Regions from separate parts of the Mus musculus genome. Here region 1 is linked to region 2. Evidence: chromatin contacts called from public Hi-C data. All regions are on one chromosome and are shown on one strand. The core of a region is the stretch at or near the end of the contact, and the rest is flanking DNA. Distances in the headings are between cores, read along the strand shown.

Evidence for each region. Hi-C and Micro-C count contacts between places; a contact is called where the count stands out from the background.
Region 1: a Hi-C map of uterus shows a contact between it and region 2, with 2.3 times the contacts expected there. The contact joins the promoter of Grik4 here to the enhancer-like site in region 2. A contact is called at or near these places in 1 of 39 promoter capture datasets (hippocampal neurons), 1 of 15 datasets of contacts at CTCF or cohesin (embryonic stem cells), 16 of 484 Hi-C or Micro-C datasets (LSK cells, cerebral cortex, cortical glia and 6 more), 6 of 115 datasets of contacts at active chromatin or transcription factors (astrocytes, embryonic stem cells and oligodendrocyte precursor cells) and 1 of 9 other capture datasets (adipose tissue).

What each region holds. Positions count from the first base shown.
Region 1 is chr9:42,939,836-42,947,621 of GRCm38.p6, reverse strand. It overlaps Grik4 (glutamate receptor, ionotropic, kainate 4), which reads left to right and starts at 3,251. Exons shown (of 21, transcript NM_175481.5): 1 at 3,251-3,295.
Region 2 is chr9:42,902,478-42,910,342 of GRCm38.p6, reverse strand. The region is part of intron 1 of Grik4 (glutamate receptor, ionotropic, kainate 4); the gene reads left to right. Among named protein-coding and RNA genes, the nearest start is that of Grik4, 38 kb to the left of the region's middle. Within about 2 kb of position 1,527, at least 39 of the 459 cell types and tissues checked have an H3K27ac peak or open chromatin away from gene starts, as enhancers often do. A contact at or near this core is called in cerebral cortex, cortical glia, spermatogonia and 1 more, where this site is marked.

The DNA of each region.
Region 1 (7,786 bases), core at 2,002-4,501, 36 kb before region 2:
CTTGTGTATCTGTGTGGAAAATTTCAGGCAGAATTCAACATTCTAAGGTTCAGTGGCATAAAATTGGGTGAGCAGAGAAGTCAGGGGCTTTGTGATTTTGTTTTGGGATAGGGATTCATGGAGCATAGAACTTGGACTCCCACTTGACTTTGAATCTCTCTTCTTTTCCCCTACTTACCAAGTGGGATTACAGGCCCGGGCTGCTATATGCACTTTATGAGGATTGAGAGAATCATTCTGACAATAGAGTGGATTTCCCAGCCTCCAAGAGCTTTGGTACCGATGAAGTATGCTATGGGGAGAGGTGGAAGATGGAGTAGCAGCAACCTTTGACCTGTACTGAGGTAGGTTGGACCCAGTTTTACCTTATGGGTTCCATTAGGTCAGTAGAAAGCCAGGTAGCTTGTGTTTCCGACATCCATCTGACAGTTGATTGAGGAAAGACTTAAGGGAGCTAGCCCTTCAAACCTGGAGCCAGTTGGAAATGATTGGAACAGTCCCCAAGAGAGGATAGCAGGTCATGTGTGGACAAGCTATTTGGTCGCTGGGGGTCTCAGTTGGTCCCAATTTTTGCAGGCAGGTCATCATCACCTTGTATTGAGCTTTCACGGGTGCTTCTGGGATAGATACATTAGGTGTAACTCAGAGCAAGCACTTCTCTTTGTGCTGTACCTGAGGCCAATACAAAGAGAGAAGAGCTAAAAATAAACACTGGAGAACAAGCTTATACAGGCACCAACAACCGAAGAACTTGGATCCACCAGCTAATCAGGATGGCCAGGTACACAGAGTTCTGTCTGTCTAGCCCAGCATGGGAGCTGGCAGTGAGTGATGCTTCAGGCAAGAGGGCTTCGTTTTCCATCTCCTCTGCTTTTACCATTCAAGATGTGAGGCAGCTCTTGTTGTCTGATCTCTCCCTACTCTCCAGAGGCGATCTGGACTGAGCTTCCTGCTTCTAGAAGTTACCTGGTATGGGGTTGAATTTGGACAAGTGGTACTGGCTACGGAGGAATAGAGAGAGAGTCCAAGCATTGGATATCTCATGTCCACAGCTATGTGGATGGGGATGGGGAGAAAGGGCAGTGGCTAGGGCATCGCTAAGTAAGGATGAAGGTGGGCTTTTCCGGCACTGGTTTGCAAGGTCTCTTTGCTTCCATGGGCAGAGACTTAAAGAAGACAATCTACCCTCACAGGAAGTGAAGAGACGGGAGTTTTCACAAGGCCGCAGGTTACCAGCAGGTTACAGGTTACTAGTCTTAAAACCAACCCCTCACACCTCCCTTGGCTCATAGAATGAGCTTCCAAGGCCAACGAATACGAAGAAACGTTTTTCATATTGAATTATCTTCCTGTCCTAACTCTTAAACCTCTATGGGCGTGCTGTTGTTGAATTCTTCCAGTAGACTAAGAACCATGCATGTCACTCTGAAGTCACCAGGGACTGTGAAATAACTTATCCTGCTCACAGGGATGCCCCTCACTGCTGTCAGCCCAGAGCAGGTTCTGCATACACTACCGATACCGTCCTCTCACTCACGCTAACAGGTTCTAGCATTCCAAGGCAGGGAAAGGCGCTGCAGTCACCTCAGGATAGGATAGGAGTGTCCCACAGATCACCTTCAACTCATTCAGAAGGCAGGGTAAGGTCCACCTTGCCAAGTTGATGTGAAAGCCTTTGGGAATGGCACTTGAATAAATGGTGTAGTCTTGACACAGGATAAATGTTAAAAAAAAAAAAAACTGGACTGAAGAAATGGAATCCTATCCAATATGGAAACCTTTGACCTGTGCTGAGGCAGGTTGGATTCAACTTAACCTCATGGATTGGTTTTATTAGGTCAGTAGAAAGTCAGGTAGCTTGTGTTCCTGACATCCGTCTGACAGTTGATTGAGGAAAGACCGAAGGGACTGGAGCTATCCAGAGTGGCCGGTCCTGTGCCAACAGAGCACTCATAAAGTCCAGTCTGGGAGAGGAGGTGGGAGAGAGAACAGGCTCTTACAACCACAATCGCCACCCCCCCCAGCCCCCCAAGCAGGTAACTCAGCTCTGCTGCCCTCCCGGCATGATATAGGGAGTGTCAACAAATATCCTGTAGTCCGTGTATATTGTCCTCCCAGGCCCTAGAACCAACCAAGAATGCCTAGAACAGCCCCTTCGTGGAGACTTTAGGGTAAGCAGGTGGTTAGGTGTGAAGGAAGAGTGGGAGACGATTGGGAGGCTGGCTTAGATGCTTTCCGGGTTTGTCTACGGCTAAGACTCTGGGTTTGAAATGAGGAACTAATCGGTTTGAGGAAGTCACTTGACCCCCTGAGGCCTCCTGCTCCTCTGCCCTCTCCTTTTCTAGCCCCCCACCCACCCACCCCAAGGCTGCTATGATGTGGCCAAATGATCCCTCAAACCAAGTAGCTTGGTTCTCTCTTGGTCCAGCCCCCAGCTCCTGGTGAAGGCTAGGTCTTTCACCTTTCCTAGGCCGAGGTTTCCTTATGTGTAGCATAAAGTGACAACTTCTCCCAGGAGGTCTGTGTGCACAAACCAGTAGACTTCCAAACGTGAGCTGTGGTTCTTCGGCCTCCTGAAACATTGTGGTCTATCTGGCCTTGCTAAAGCAAAGCTTCACCCAGCTCCGCGCCACCACCGAGGAGGCCGCAGTCTCTACGCCTCGTCCCCTAGGTCTGGCCCCTAAAACGCCACCAGGAGTCGCCCTTCGCCCACCGAAGCAGGCCAAGCTAATAACTCCTGCGGACCAGGGCGGGCTGCCCCTTGGCGCTGGATGGTGAAGTGTACCCCAGCTCCTCACTTGGGGGTCAGTCCTCTGCAGCGCCCACCCGGAGCCCCCCCATCCCCGGCCCGCCGTCTCCCGATCGTCCGGATCAGGGAAGCTGCAAGTTTGGCTCTGTCTGTTCCGGCCTCCCCGCCTCGCCGCTCGGCTACCTAGGTCCGGGTCCCCAGCTAAAGACCCCGCCGGCGAGCGGAGACTCCGGCGGCCGCGGCCCGGAAGGGACGCCCCCTCCCCGGCCGGCCGCGTGCGGGACCGCCGCAGTTCCCTCACTGCCCGCCGGGCGGCGCCTCAGCGCCTTTCCGCGCGCCTCCCGCGCTGCCCGCTCCCGGCTCGCTCGCAGCCGGACACAGACTCTGCCTTCGGCTGCTGGCGGATCGAGCTGGAGCCGCCGCCGCCGCCGCTGCGGAAGAAAAAAAAAAAAAGAAAAAAAAAAAAAAAAGGGAAAACAACAGCCGGGCCGCCGGCCGAGCAACGTCGGGTCCCCAGCTTGGCGCCCGGAGTGCGGAGCCGCCCAGGTAAGGGCAGCAGCCCCCGCGCCGCCCCCGACCGGCGCCCTACGCTGTCTCCCCGCGCCCCCCGGGGCTGCGCCGCACCCCGACTTCTGACGTCTCCGCCGCTAGCTCCCTCCGGGCCGCGGCCCGCACCCTGCCTGGCCCCGCTCCCGCCTCCAGCTGCCCAGTCCCCTGCACTCTGATGCCTGCGACCCCGGATTCTCCGCTGAGCCCCCGCCACCTTGCCCCGTACTTCCCCTAGTCTCCATCCCTGCCTGCTTCCCCCTGCGCCTCCTCTCCTCCGCTCCGATCCTCCTTCTGTGATCCTCCCTCTTCCCAGTCCAACTCCCAGCCCAGCCTCTGCCCCCTGCAGGGATGACGGCCCCTTCCCGACACTGGCGATTCTACCCCGCCTCGTCACCCTCGGCTTCTCCTACGGGCCGCTCTTGCCCGCCACAGTCTTCCATCAGACCAGCCCGGCTTCTGAGCCCCCTTCTCCCTTCCCTCTTTGCCATCTGTCTTGACCACCCCTGCTCGGGCCCTGGACTCCGGCCACCACCACACCCCCAACCCTGCACGCCGTCTTGCTTTGGGCCAAGCCAGCGTCCTATCAGAAATGACCCTCCTTCTTGCGACTAATGGGCCTCTTAGCCATCCCACCCTAGTTCACCCGAGTGGGAAGTAAGGGAAAAACTCTGGAGACCTGCATTGGGCGCTGGAGGGGGAAGGGGATCAGTGGAGGGGGAGGGGAGCTAAGGAGATGTTCTTTAGTGAGGACCGGGCAGAGCCGGAGTGGTTCCGACCCAGCTTGGGGTGGAAGGCGCCCTGGTGACGGCTGGGACAGGGGGTTTGTCCAAGGCGCCAAGAGCACCTGTGCCTCCCTCCCTGGGCTCCCTGGAGCTGAGGAAAGTGAGGGAGGAGGTGGAGCCTGGGGAGAGTTGGCCCAGGGCTTTGGGGTTGGGGGAGGCGCGACCAAAGGGATAGACAAGGCACGCGGGCCAGGTTGCCTGGCTGTAGCCAGGCTATGCAGGCTGAGCTGGTCCCCTCTTGGACCTTGGGCTGTGTGGTTCTTGGCATCTGTACTTGATGCTGCCATCTTCCTCTTGGTGCTGTTGTCTGGTGATGCCACGCGGTGCCACCTCCCTGCCTCCCTCCAGTGGCTCTTCTGGGCATGTCTCCCAGGGGCCTGGGCTGTCTGGAAAGAGGAGGGGAACTCTGGCTGGGCCTGGCCACTGTGCCTGACAAGTAGGTATCTCTTGAGACCAGGGCAGGAGGGCTGAGGGTTGGCCAAGAGGATCTGAGCCCTGCCAGGGACAAAGAGAACTATCTTCTTTTTGGCTCCAGTGGGTCGTCTGGTGGTAGTGTCCCTTTTGGGAGCACCTGGAAAAGCTAGCCTTGTAGTCCCTGGGTCAGAGCTGCAGGGGTGTGGCTTGAGAGGGAGCAATCCTGTCTTGCTTTGATCCTGGAGTGTCCTAGTGGTGGCAAGGGGCTGGAGAGGTCGGCTGAGTTCCAGCTCTGCCAGGGAAGGAAGCCCCTGGAATTCCGCCGGGCCTCTTCAGGCTGGCTTTCTTTGCGGAGGCCGTGGCTCATGCTTCATCGTTAATCAGGTTTATTATTTTCCTCACTGGCTGGATGTATTCCTCAAGGTCGTGACCCTTTAGAGAGTTAATCTAATATGCACACGTTACAGTGTCTGGGTTTGTTTAATTTTCCAGATTATGTTCATTTCTTGTGGCCTGGGCTTGCCCACCAGCCTTGCGTCAGTCTCCAGCGCCACCCTCTGTTTTCCTGGACCTGCCACTTGAGACCTGAAGGCAGGGTTGGTTCTAGCAGTGGGGGACAGAGTGGGTTTGATGGACGGGGGGAGTTGGGCTTTCATGTTTTCCCTTTCTCCAATAGACATCTCAATCTTGACGGAAGCTTTCTCAGCTCTGAAAGTTTGTTCTAAAGCCTTCCAGTCTGGGCTCCCTTAGAATGCAGAGAGAACTTTTGCATGACAGAGGGAAGTGCATTTTTTCTGGAGGAGCTGCAGCTGCTCTCTAGAGACTTCAGTTCCCAGAGATAGGAAGAGGGTAAGCAGGCCTGGGTGAGCCAGAAAGCCCAGTGCCCAACAGGAAGCCAGAGTCACTGACGAGGAGGGTAGCTGTGCTGTGCTTTGTGCCTGGAAGAGGCGTGTTGGTCCTACCACAGAGTACTTGTCCCTTCTGAGTGACAGCCTTCTGCAGGCCTCTGGATGCTGCACAGCCGGCCCACTTCATCCTCAGTAGCCTTTGCTGTGTCTGCCAGCAGCCAAATTGGTTGGCCCACAGGAACTGAAGCTCAGAGAACTATACTTGCCCCAGCAGACTCTGGTTCGTAGTCCAGTGCTCTTGCTCTGGGCTGCCCGGAAAGCCCCTCCCAGCTTATGCTTCCCGTTCACCCTTTTATTAATGGAATCTCCCAGCATCAGTGTAGATGACCACTTTGGTCTCCAGAGCGGGTCCCTATCTCAGACACCCTCCTCATCCGTGGGCTACAGGATACAGAACACAGGCTTTTGCTTAGCACTGATGGCCCTCTGTATGTGGGTCCCGGCATCATGTCACATCACGGCCTCAGGAGTGAACTGTCTATCCCTCAGCACAGGCACCACATGGCCTCATTCACACCATTCTCCTTTCTGCCCTGTACAACCACTTGAGTTGCTAGAACCTTCCATAGCATGGAAGAGCAGAAACCCTAGCTGCTAACTGGAGATACACCTGAGTTCTTATCCCCATAACATTTCCTGCATGACCTTGGCAGAGCTGCCTAACCTTTCTCTAAGTTTTGTTCTCCTCACCTGTAAAACCTGGATGGGCTCTGCTTTGTAAGGCTGCCGCCAATGGATTTGGTAGTCGAGGTTGGGCATCTGGGATGTATTCCCGGTATGGCCCCTCCCCCTCTTTCCCTCCATAGGCTGTGTCGGCTACTAGCCTTGCCAGGTGTTGAGACAGATCTGTCCTTGCACATGTCCCTACCCAGACAGTGGATCCCTGAGGGGCAAAGCCTTTGCCTGATACCTGCTCACATTCTCTCTCCTCCAGTGGTGCAGGGCTGCCCTTCAGCCCCTGTAACTTGGCTCTGTTCATAGTGGGGAATGTAAAAGCTGTATGTTACTTAATTATAACATTTTGCTACCTAAACTAGAGGACACCTTATGTTGAACAAATCTGATACAAAGAAAAAAACAAAAAAACAAAAAAACCAAAACAACAACAAAAAAACCACCACCACCAACAACAAACCAATACCACAGAATCAGGCTGTCTAAATTATGGGATGGGAAGGACAGAATCAATTTAATATTGTATTGGCCGAGAATTCTGCTCGTTTCGCTCAATCACTTGGCTGCCCTGTGAGTCAGGTAGGAGCATTTGGGTCTCTACAAACGAGGACTGAGGTCCTTGGGGGCTCTACAATGTGACATACTCTGTCCTGTGACAGGAACCAATGACAGCTTCAGACTCCAGCTTCCTCCCCACACTTGGGCAGCATTTGCTTTCAAAAGCAGGGATGGCTGGATACCCCATTCACTTGCATGCAGCCCAGGGTACTCAGAGTCTGTCCCTGAGCTCAGCAGGGATCCATCCACCATTCTTTCTGCCCATATAGGATTCGGGTGAAAAGCATTCCAGGCACCTGTTCTGGCTGAAAATGGCAACTTGATAATTAATGTGTATGTATGAATGCTATGTGCAGATGTGTGCATGTGGGAGTCGGGAGGGGGCTCAGGGATAGGACAGCTTTGCTAGAAGGAGAGTGTGTAGGAGCTGTCCGAGAAGAGCAAGGGGAAAGGGAACAGGGGGAATGGGCAGACTGGACAGGGCAGGTGAAGAAGGCATGTCCACCCCAAGGGTTCTATTGGAGGAACACAGACTTAATTGAATCTGAGAGGCTCCCGACCCAACAAGAAAGACTCAGCAGGTTGCAGCAGGCTGGGGGAGTTGTTGATGATTCTTGGACCAAGAAGTCTTATGCTGAAAGAGGGGTTGAGGGCTAAGCGGGGGTGATGGCAATGAAAAAGGGGAACTTGAATGACATTTCCAAGGCACAGCAGACAGGTTGGTAATAGCAGATGAAGGAGCAGAGAGTGGTTGGGATAGCTTTGAGATTCCTAGCCCAGAGAGAAGAATGATGCAGTTTTTTAGGAATAAGAAAGCCAGAAGGGGACCCTCTTTGCCCAGACTGTGTGGAGCATTTGTCGACTGGGTTAGTGGCCCATGAAGTTCCTAGATAGCAACTGAGCAGTCCTAGGCAGAGCAGAGCCTCAGGCACATGCTGCCAGAGGACTGTCACATAGCAGGTCTGATTCTGGGATCTCACCTCCCATCCCCCTGCCAACTCTGCTGCCCTCCTCTATGATACCTGCACCCGGAGTCCAGCTCATCTCAGTATCTGTCACTTCCTGGAGACCAAGTGGAGTTTCTGTCTGAGCAGGCAGGAGCCACTATATCACTTTTGCTCATTGAGATGTCCCTAAGCGTGACAGAGCAA
Region 2 (7,865 bases), core at 278-2,777:
CTTCACCCAGGTAGGGGAAGAGGGGGGGCATAGCTGTATCTGTGGGATTTGGCAACATGGCAGTCATGGTCACTGGAGGGACCAGGGTACCTGAGGAGTGAATAGGGGAGGAGTGGGGGATCGTGGAAGAGATCCCTGAGGCGTGCCCCAGTCAAGCAGGGGCAAGTGAAATGCTGGTTAGAGGGGATGCGGGGTCAGGTGCCGTTCTCTTGCCTGTATACTTCTTCCTTAGTTCTTTTTGTGGAACTAGGGTTGAACTCAAACCTTTCATATTCTATGCAAGTGTGCCATCACTGAGCTAAACCCTCAGCTCTTCATTATTCTTTTTGAGCCAGAGTCTTGTTCAATTGCTCAAATTGGCCTTGAACGTATAGCCCAAGATCATCACGCCTCAGCTTTCAACTAAGTAGCTAAGATTACTTACAGGCCTGTACTGCCAGGCCAGACAAGGACCTCCTGCAGAGGTGGCCAAGCAAGAGGCGATGAGGATGGCAGGACCCAGCAGAGTGTCCAGAGCTTTCTACTTCAGGAGGTAGAGGGGGTGGGGTGACAAAATGAGATGTTGGGATTCAGAGAACAGGAGGGCTAGCCTTACCCTTGGAGGGAGGAAGGACAGCAACTCTGAGGCCAGTAGGAGGGAGGTCTGTGGAGGTGGCAGAGTTCTGTCTGCTTGTTTCCCTAACAGATGGAGATGGGAGTCACCCAGTTGAGTGTTGGGAGACTTCAGGAAGGAGGCAAGGCTAACCCATTGCCCGAGGGACCTGGATAATAACTTCGCTGGGATCAGCACGTAGGGTCTTATCAGCATCATCAAGGGGACCTACGGGGACTTGAGGCTGAATCCGAAGAGCAAGGAGCCAGCTTGGCTTTGTGATTTCTCTAGAGACCTCCCATTGTCGGTGAAAGTGTGGTAGGGATGGAGTTTGTTTACAGAGCAAGACCATGCATGGCACACCATCCTGGTGCATACCTGAGGATCTCCCAGGACGAAATGGCTCTGGAAGTAGGGTCTTGGCATCACCGCTCCCAGGCTGGCAGGAGTGAAGAGCATAGGTTAACCTAGAGAAGCAGCGGAGCCCGTGGCCAAACTCTGAGACTCTGTATTAGCAGGACAGGAGTCTTCTAGAAAGCCAGAGTAAACCAGGAGAGGTGATGCCATAAAGAGAGGTTGGAGGAGTGGCTACTGGAGAGGGGTGACTGCCCTGTTCAGTGCTTCCAAGGAATCCTGAGAGAACCATTGCCTAATTGGAGCTCACTGGAGAGCAGGAAAGAACACTGTCAGAGAGCTGGTGTGGAGAGTGAGGAAGTCGCGGGTGGGGGAAGTGTTAGACCCTGGGTGAAGCTGACCTGGCTGGAGAAAGAGAAACTGGCTAATTTTCCAAGAGGCTGCAGGGGAAAGAAAGCCTGACCCACACTTGGGGGTTGTGTCCTGAACGAGTAAACAACACTTGCTTCCCCAGAGCCTGGAGCATGAGGGAGGAAGTTAAAAGGGGTCAGTCAGCGGTCGGGCTGGGTTGGAGAAGCAAGAGGCTGCTGAGCTGAGCTCAGGCTGAGTAACTGTGATTGCCTGCCTTGTGAGACTTCCTGCTGTCCAGGAAAGTGGACGGTGTGCTTGGCATGCAGACTGAGTGCAGGAGAGGAGGGCAGGGCAGGACCTAAAGGTCCAAGGCTTGAAATCATAGTCTAGCTTCAAAGCATAAACCAGTGTGGAGGTGGGGCAGCCAGAGCTGGGAGGTAGGCTTCTGTTTCCCATAAGGGCAAAGGCTATACACACACACAGAGACAGACACACACAGAGAGACACACACAGACACAGACACACACACACACACAGACACACAATCACAGACACACACATACAGACACACACAGACACAGATACACACACAGACACACAGACGCAGAGAGGGGGGAGAGAGAGAGAGAGAGAGAGAGAGAGAGAGAGAGAGAGAGAGAGAGAGAGAGAGAGAGACAGAATCTAGAATACCCGTTGCCTTTGTTGTGGGTACCCATAAAGCTGCAGGAATATAGAAAGAAGGAGATGAGTGTAAATATATAAGTTCAGAAAAACTCTAGTCAGAGCCAAATGGGCCCAGAAGAAATATCACTTGATAAGTTTGTGAGCCCATACCATTGGTAGAGCCTGTTTATATTCCTAAACAGCCCTGGGTGGCTGGTGGTGCCAATGAATTATTCTTTCCGCCTTTTCCCAGCATTAGAATTCTGCCATCCGAACGTCCTCAGGGTCCATTCTCCCTGAATGACAGTGTCTGCCAGCCTTGCAGCCTCTGCATAGGCTCCAACCTCCTCTGGGTCCTCTGCGCACACTCAGCACTGGTCCAGTGGGACAGTTTGGCCTCCTCTTCTGTCTGGTCTCAGGCATGGTTGGTGAGCCCTTGCAATCCTCTTTTTAAGCAAGGAGGGCCTGTTCAGCTTGAGAGTGTGATAAGCACGCTCACTTTGTGAATGTTGGAGGAGGTAAGGAGGTGACGATACTGCCACAGCCACGTTGTCACATCCCAGGAGCAAACTCCCAGGCCAGTGGATGAGACGTGAGGAGGCTGCTGGGGCCACAGGCATAGTTTTCATGTGCTGCAGGTATGCAGGCTGCACGGTCTGCCTGTTTGTTTCACAACCTCATGCTTATCTCCTGCAGATGGGGACACGAACCCCAGAAGGCCCGGTTTTCTGCTGCTGGGGTTCCGAGACAAAACTCCAGAAAATGGCTTCATATTTATGCATTAGGTGTGGGAGTTCTCATTATTGGTTGGTGACCCAGAAGTCACAGTGAGGCTGCCAGGGCCAGATGAAAGCTTCAAAAGCCCACTGAGCGCTGACACAGCAGGCACGGGGGCTACCGTTGGCTTCTCCAAGTCTGATTTGCATCAAGCTTGCTCAGAAAGTTTGCTAGCCTGTTCTGGGTTCGCCTGCTCACACTTCCAGACCTTGTTCCAGTAAAACCCACGCTGGGCTCAAGCTGCTGCCAGGTGTAAACAACTTGTAGCCTGTCCTCTCAGGCTCAGCTGCCTTTCCTGCCACATCATGTCTGGGGACTTTTGTATTCTGCTCACAGAGCTGATAAATGCACCCAAGGCCTAGGAAGCAAGCTGGGAGGAGGGGCTAGAAGGTCTGCCTGCCCTTTGCTCCCGGCCCTCAGGGAAGCTGTGTGTGGCACACAGTGTGCAAGTTGCTTTCAGCTGTCACCAGGCAAGGCCTTGGGATGCTACCCACTGCTGTATGCATTGCTGCTGCTGCCCAGTGGGAGTCAGGACATGCTGGACCGTTGGTCTTGGGCAACAGAGGTGTTTACTTGGCAGTTGCTTACCAGGTCCAAGTCATAGGTTTGTTTCTAGGTGCAGTCTTGACTACTTGAGAGCAGTTCTCAGAGACAAGCATTTTCCGGTCTTGCTGGAGTTTCATTTTGCAGAGGGCTGCTTTCACTCAAAGCTAGTCATCAGATAGTTAGAAGGGGCAGGGTGGCCCAGGATGTCTATAAAAGCTGCATAACACAAATGGTAAACTTACTATGATATCGACTTACTCATTAGATAGCCCTGGCTGGCTAGAATCTCACTGTGTAGATCAGGCTGGCCTGGAACTCACAGAGAACTGCCTGCTTCTACCTCCTGAGTGCTGGGATTGAAGGACCATACCACTACATTGGCCCTGATTTTTATGTTTTGTTACTTGAATGTGTGGTTTGCAAGCATTAATTTTAAAAGCATATTAGGGTTTGGTTTTTTTTTTTCCCTAAATTTCAAGTCTGTGTATGGGGTTGGGCATGTGAATGCAGTGCCCTTGGAGGCCCAGCAGAGAGAGCCAGAGGAGTTACAGCAGCCGTGAGCCTCCAGAAATGGATGCTGGGAACCAGATTCAGATCCTCTGAAGGAGCCTTTCCCGTTCTTATCCACTGAGCCATTTCTCTAGTGCCGGGGGGCATGGATTTTGTAGATGACCACCCGGTGGCACAGATTGGGATTAAGGGGAGGTAGGTAGGCATACCTAGAAACCTCCTTACCACCAGAGCTTCAGCCTAATGACTCAGACAGGGGTATTTATGTCCCGGTTCACAATGCCTTTCTGTATCTCCCACTCATGTTCCGTTCCCCAAACAACCCTGTTTGTTCTACCTTTAAAATACACCCATATTCTAACCACCATTCCCCATCTGTTGGTTTCCTTTCTAGTCCAAGCCATCGCATTCTTTGTGGTTCCCACCACTCGTCCGTCGCAGGACGGCTTGGGTTGAGCTCAGAATGCGAGCCACACCCCATACCGTGTTCTTTTATGAGGGCCATACCAAGTACAGGTGAAGAATCGGGCTCCTTCACCCAAGTCACTCCTGCCCATCCCCCAAGTCACTCCTGCCCATCCCCCAAGTCACTCCTACCCACCCCCCCCACCCCCCCCCCCCCGTCAGCTCCATAAAGAGCCTGGCCAGATTCCTTGGGCTTACTGGCTTGCCTTTTGGTCAGCTTGGTTATTCTTTGGCCCACTCTGGCCTAGTCTCTCTGTCTCTAGGCTCCTTGACATCCAATGGGTAACATCTGATTTTGGAATGGCTGAACCTTACCCTTTGCTTTAGGCCAGGCCTGGCAAGAATTGCTCACTGGTGTAATAGTAACACAACATTATGGGAGTAACCAACCACTTTCTGATCTGAGTCAAAGCCTGATCCACAAGATGCAACTCATATCTGGTACCATTAACTGGGTCAACAACAACAACAACAACAACAACAACAACAACAACAGACCTACGAGGCTTCTCAGTCATGGACCTATGGTGGAACCTAATACTATTGTTCTGCTAAATCAACACAGTAATAAACTGTTCCTTAAGTTCTTATCTTTATGCCTATAGATTAGTGCTCTTCCAAAAGAGAAGCTTCTTTTAGTAGATGGTGGTTAACGCAGGGAAAACGAGTGTTTGGTTTTAAATGGGACAGCTATATCACCCTCATTGCCCCTCCCCCACCCCCAAAGCTCAGGAGTCACTGGAGAAGAGGGGGCAGATTGTAAGAGTGAGAAGTGGGGGATGCTTACAAAAGGATATTTAAAAGACACGACAGGGCCTTTGCACCCATGAAGTCAGACTGGCTGTGGCTGCATGCACAAGACCTGTATAAGATTAAGCCAGCTAGAATCCTGGCATGGGCGGGGGAGGGAATCATGAAGTCTAACTGAGGAGCTGTTGGTAACTGATGGCTGCTGGGGGTGGGGTTGGAGAGAATCCGTTTTCTTTAGAGATACAGTTCCCGAGAGGCTACCTAGGCTCCAGTAGATGGTCCTACATCTACACAGATATAGGCAGCGTATATATAAAAAAAACAATCGGGTCAAAAAAGGCAAAGAGGTGGGGGATGGGGAGAGGCTAGAGGGGGTGTTGGATCAAAATGCATTATTTGCACTATAAAATTTTTAAGCAAAATATTTAAATTTTTTAAAAAAGTATTATATTCTTTTCTCCTGTGGGTACTTGAGAGGAACACGTTTGTTTTAAACCATGCTCCGTGGGTTCATAATTACAGTAATTCATTTCCTCCTTCGTTAATTATGAGTGGCAGCCATGTTCCCGCCTCCTGTGTCGGTTTAGTCGACCCTGTGCTGGGTGGATTTTTCCTTCTCAGCTTCTCTTTCCATGACCTGTCTTGTCCCTCACTAAGGTTCTGGCCTCCTGGCGTTGGGCTGGGGGTTCACCGTCCTTGCTGTTTTGAGTCCCCATGAGCTGACAGCACCCCTGCTCCTCATGTCCACAGAAGACGCCCACTTGCAACTCCTCTGAGAGCTGCCCTGGCTGAGACTCACAGTGTGCTGACTGGGATGGGTGACTGCTCTCTGAGCTTCCTTGATGGGCAGGCTGGGGACATGGCTCATCCCGTTGAATGGGGACTGCAAAGGCCCTGTGAGTTCATCTTGCCTTCCCTCCCCTTTAATACCCTGTTGGGTATTCTTACGTTCAGACTGGCATCTCCCCGCTACAGGCTATGTTTCTGTTATCCTCGAGGTAAGGAAAACAATGCTTGCTGCTGCAGCATCCCAAGGGGCCGTGCTTGCTGCTAGTGCCCCAGCCCTGCCCCTTGAAGTATCTTTTCCTGACGACTTGTGTATACTTCCCCCGCTTGTCTGCTGTCTAGGTGACGGCAGTACCCAGCCAAGACAATCTGAATTAATTTTGCAAGTAAAATTTCATCAGGCGACCTATCAAGCGCGTCACTAAATCAAGATGTATTACATTTCACATGTGCCCTGAGCACATTCATCATGAGAGTCAGCCCTTGAAATAGCAGCCAGCAGCACGAGGCCGCAATGAGGAACCGTCTCTTGTAGAGGCAGAAGGGTCTTCCTCCTCCTTCTCCACCTCCCCAGATTTGCCATCTGAGAAGCCTGGCTTGCTCTCTCTCTCTCTCTCTCTCTCTCTCTCTCTCTCTCTGCCCTTTTGTTGGTGATGGCATCATGAAGACACACACGGCTGTGGTCCCTAGCATCAGAGCCAACAGGCCTCAAACAGAATCTGTCTCGACATTTACCAGCTGGGCAACTTTGAGCAAGTTACACTCAGGCCTCTCTAAGCCTTAGTGTCCTTATGTGTCTGAAGGAAATGACTTCCTCTGAGGGCTGCTGGGAGGTTAGGCGAGGTAAGCCTGCGTGAGAGTACTGTAGAGATGCTTTGGGTCATTCTCCATCCGCCAAGTGGAGAACACTAAGAACTCCACGGATATGCTCTGCCCAGACAGCCACGCTGATGTAGTGCCGTTTACCCAGAACAGAAGAGCTAGCAGACGACCGGGCAAGATCAGTAGGCACAGTGCTCTGCTGCTCAACCACACAGAGGAAGTCATCTGTAGGAAAATGGACGGATCTGGAGATCATTATTTAAGAAGCCAGACTCAGAAAGACAAATATCACATTGCTCCTCACAGTGGAACGGAGATAAATAACACCAACGTGAAAGTAGCCATCGGGGCAGGTGAGAAGGCTTAGCCAGGGGTGGTGACTGCAGCCAAGTCTGAGGATCTGAGCTCGGTCTCTGGAATCTAAATGGTGGGAGGAAAGATTAACGCTTACAAGTTGTCCTGTGACCTCCATGTGTGTGCTGTGACCTGTGCATGCGTGCATGGGCAAGCGCTTGCACACGCACTGTAAAAAAAAAAAAAAGTATTTTTAAGAGAAGAAAAGGCTATTTGCAAAGAGAATGAGGCCAACTGGAGGCGAGAGAGGGGTGAGAGGGGATGATTACGGGGGGGGGGGGGTTGATCAAAGGACACTGTCTCTGTGTGTGAAAATGTCACAATGAAACCAGTTGTAGTCTACAATTAGTACCTGCTAATAAAAATGGAAGGCTGACATGATAACACAGACAGGTAGCACTGTATGTATTTAGTTGATAGGGGTTCAGGGGACATTTGGGACATACATGGGTACTGGGCAGAGTCATCTTCTGGACGCTGTGACATGTCCAGGCTGTCCTCTGTGATGCTTCTTGTCTTGCCCTGACCCATTCCCTATGAGTGTTTTGCTTTGGAGATTAAACCAAGGCTTTCCCACTGAGATGCTGGTGGACCCTCTGCAGCGTTTCCTTTTCCTGTCTCTGTCCTAAGTAGAAGCCAACTGGAGCTATTTAGGACCAGGCAAGAGGACATGAGAAACTTTGTCTCTCATTAGCTGGGTTTGGTTGCTGTGACTCAAGCGGGGATGCTTTCTGGACCAGTAAGGATGGGAGCTGACCCCTCGTGGCATAGCAAAGCCTTCTTGGCTTGGTGATAACAACCATTCCTAAGCTTGCCCTTCTCAGAGCTGGAGGGATGATGCCCTAGATCTAGCCTTGGAGGGCGCAGACTCCTTGGCTTCCCTGCCTCCTTGGCT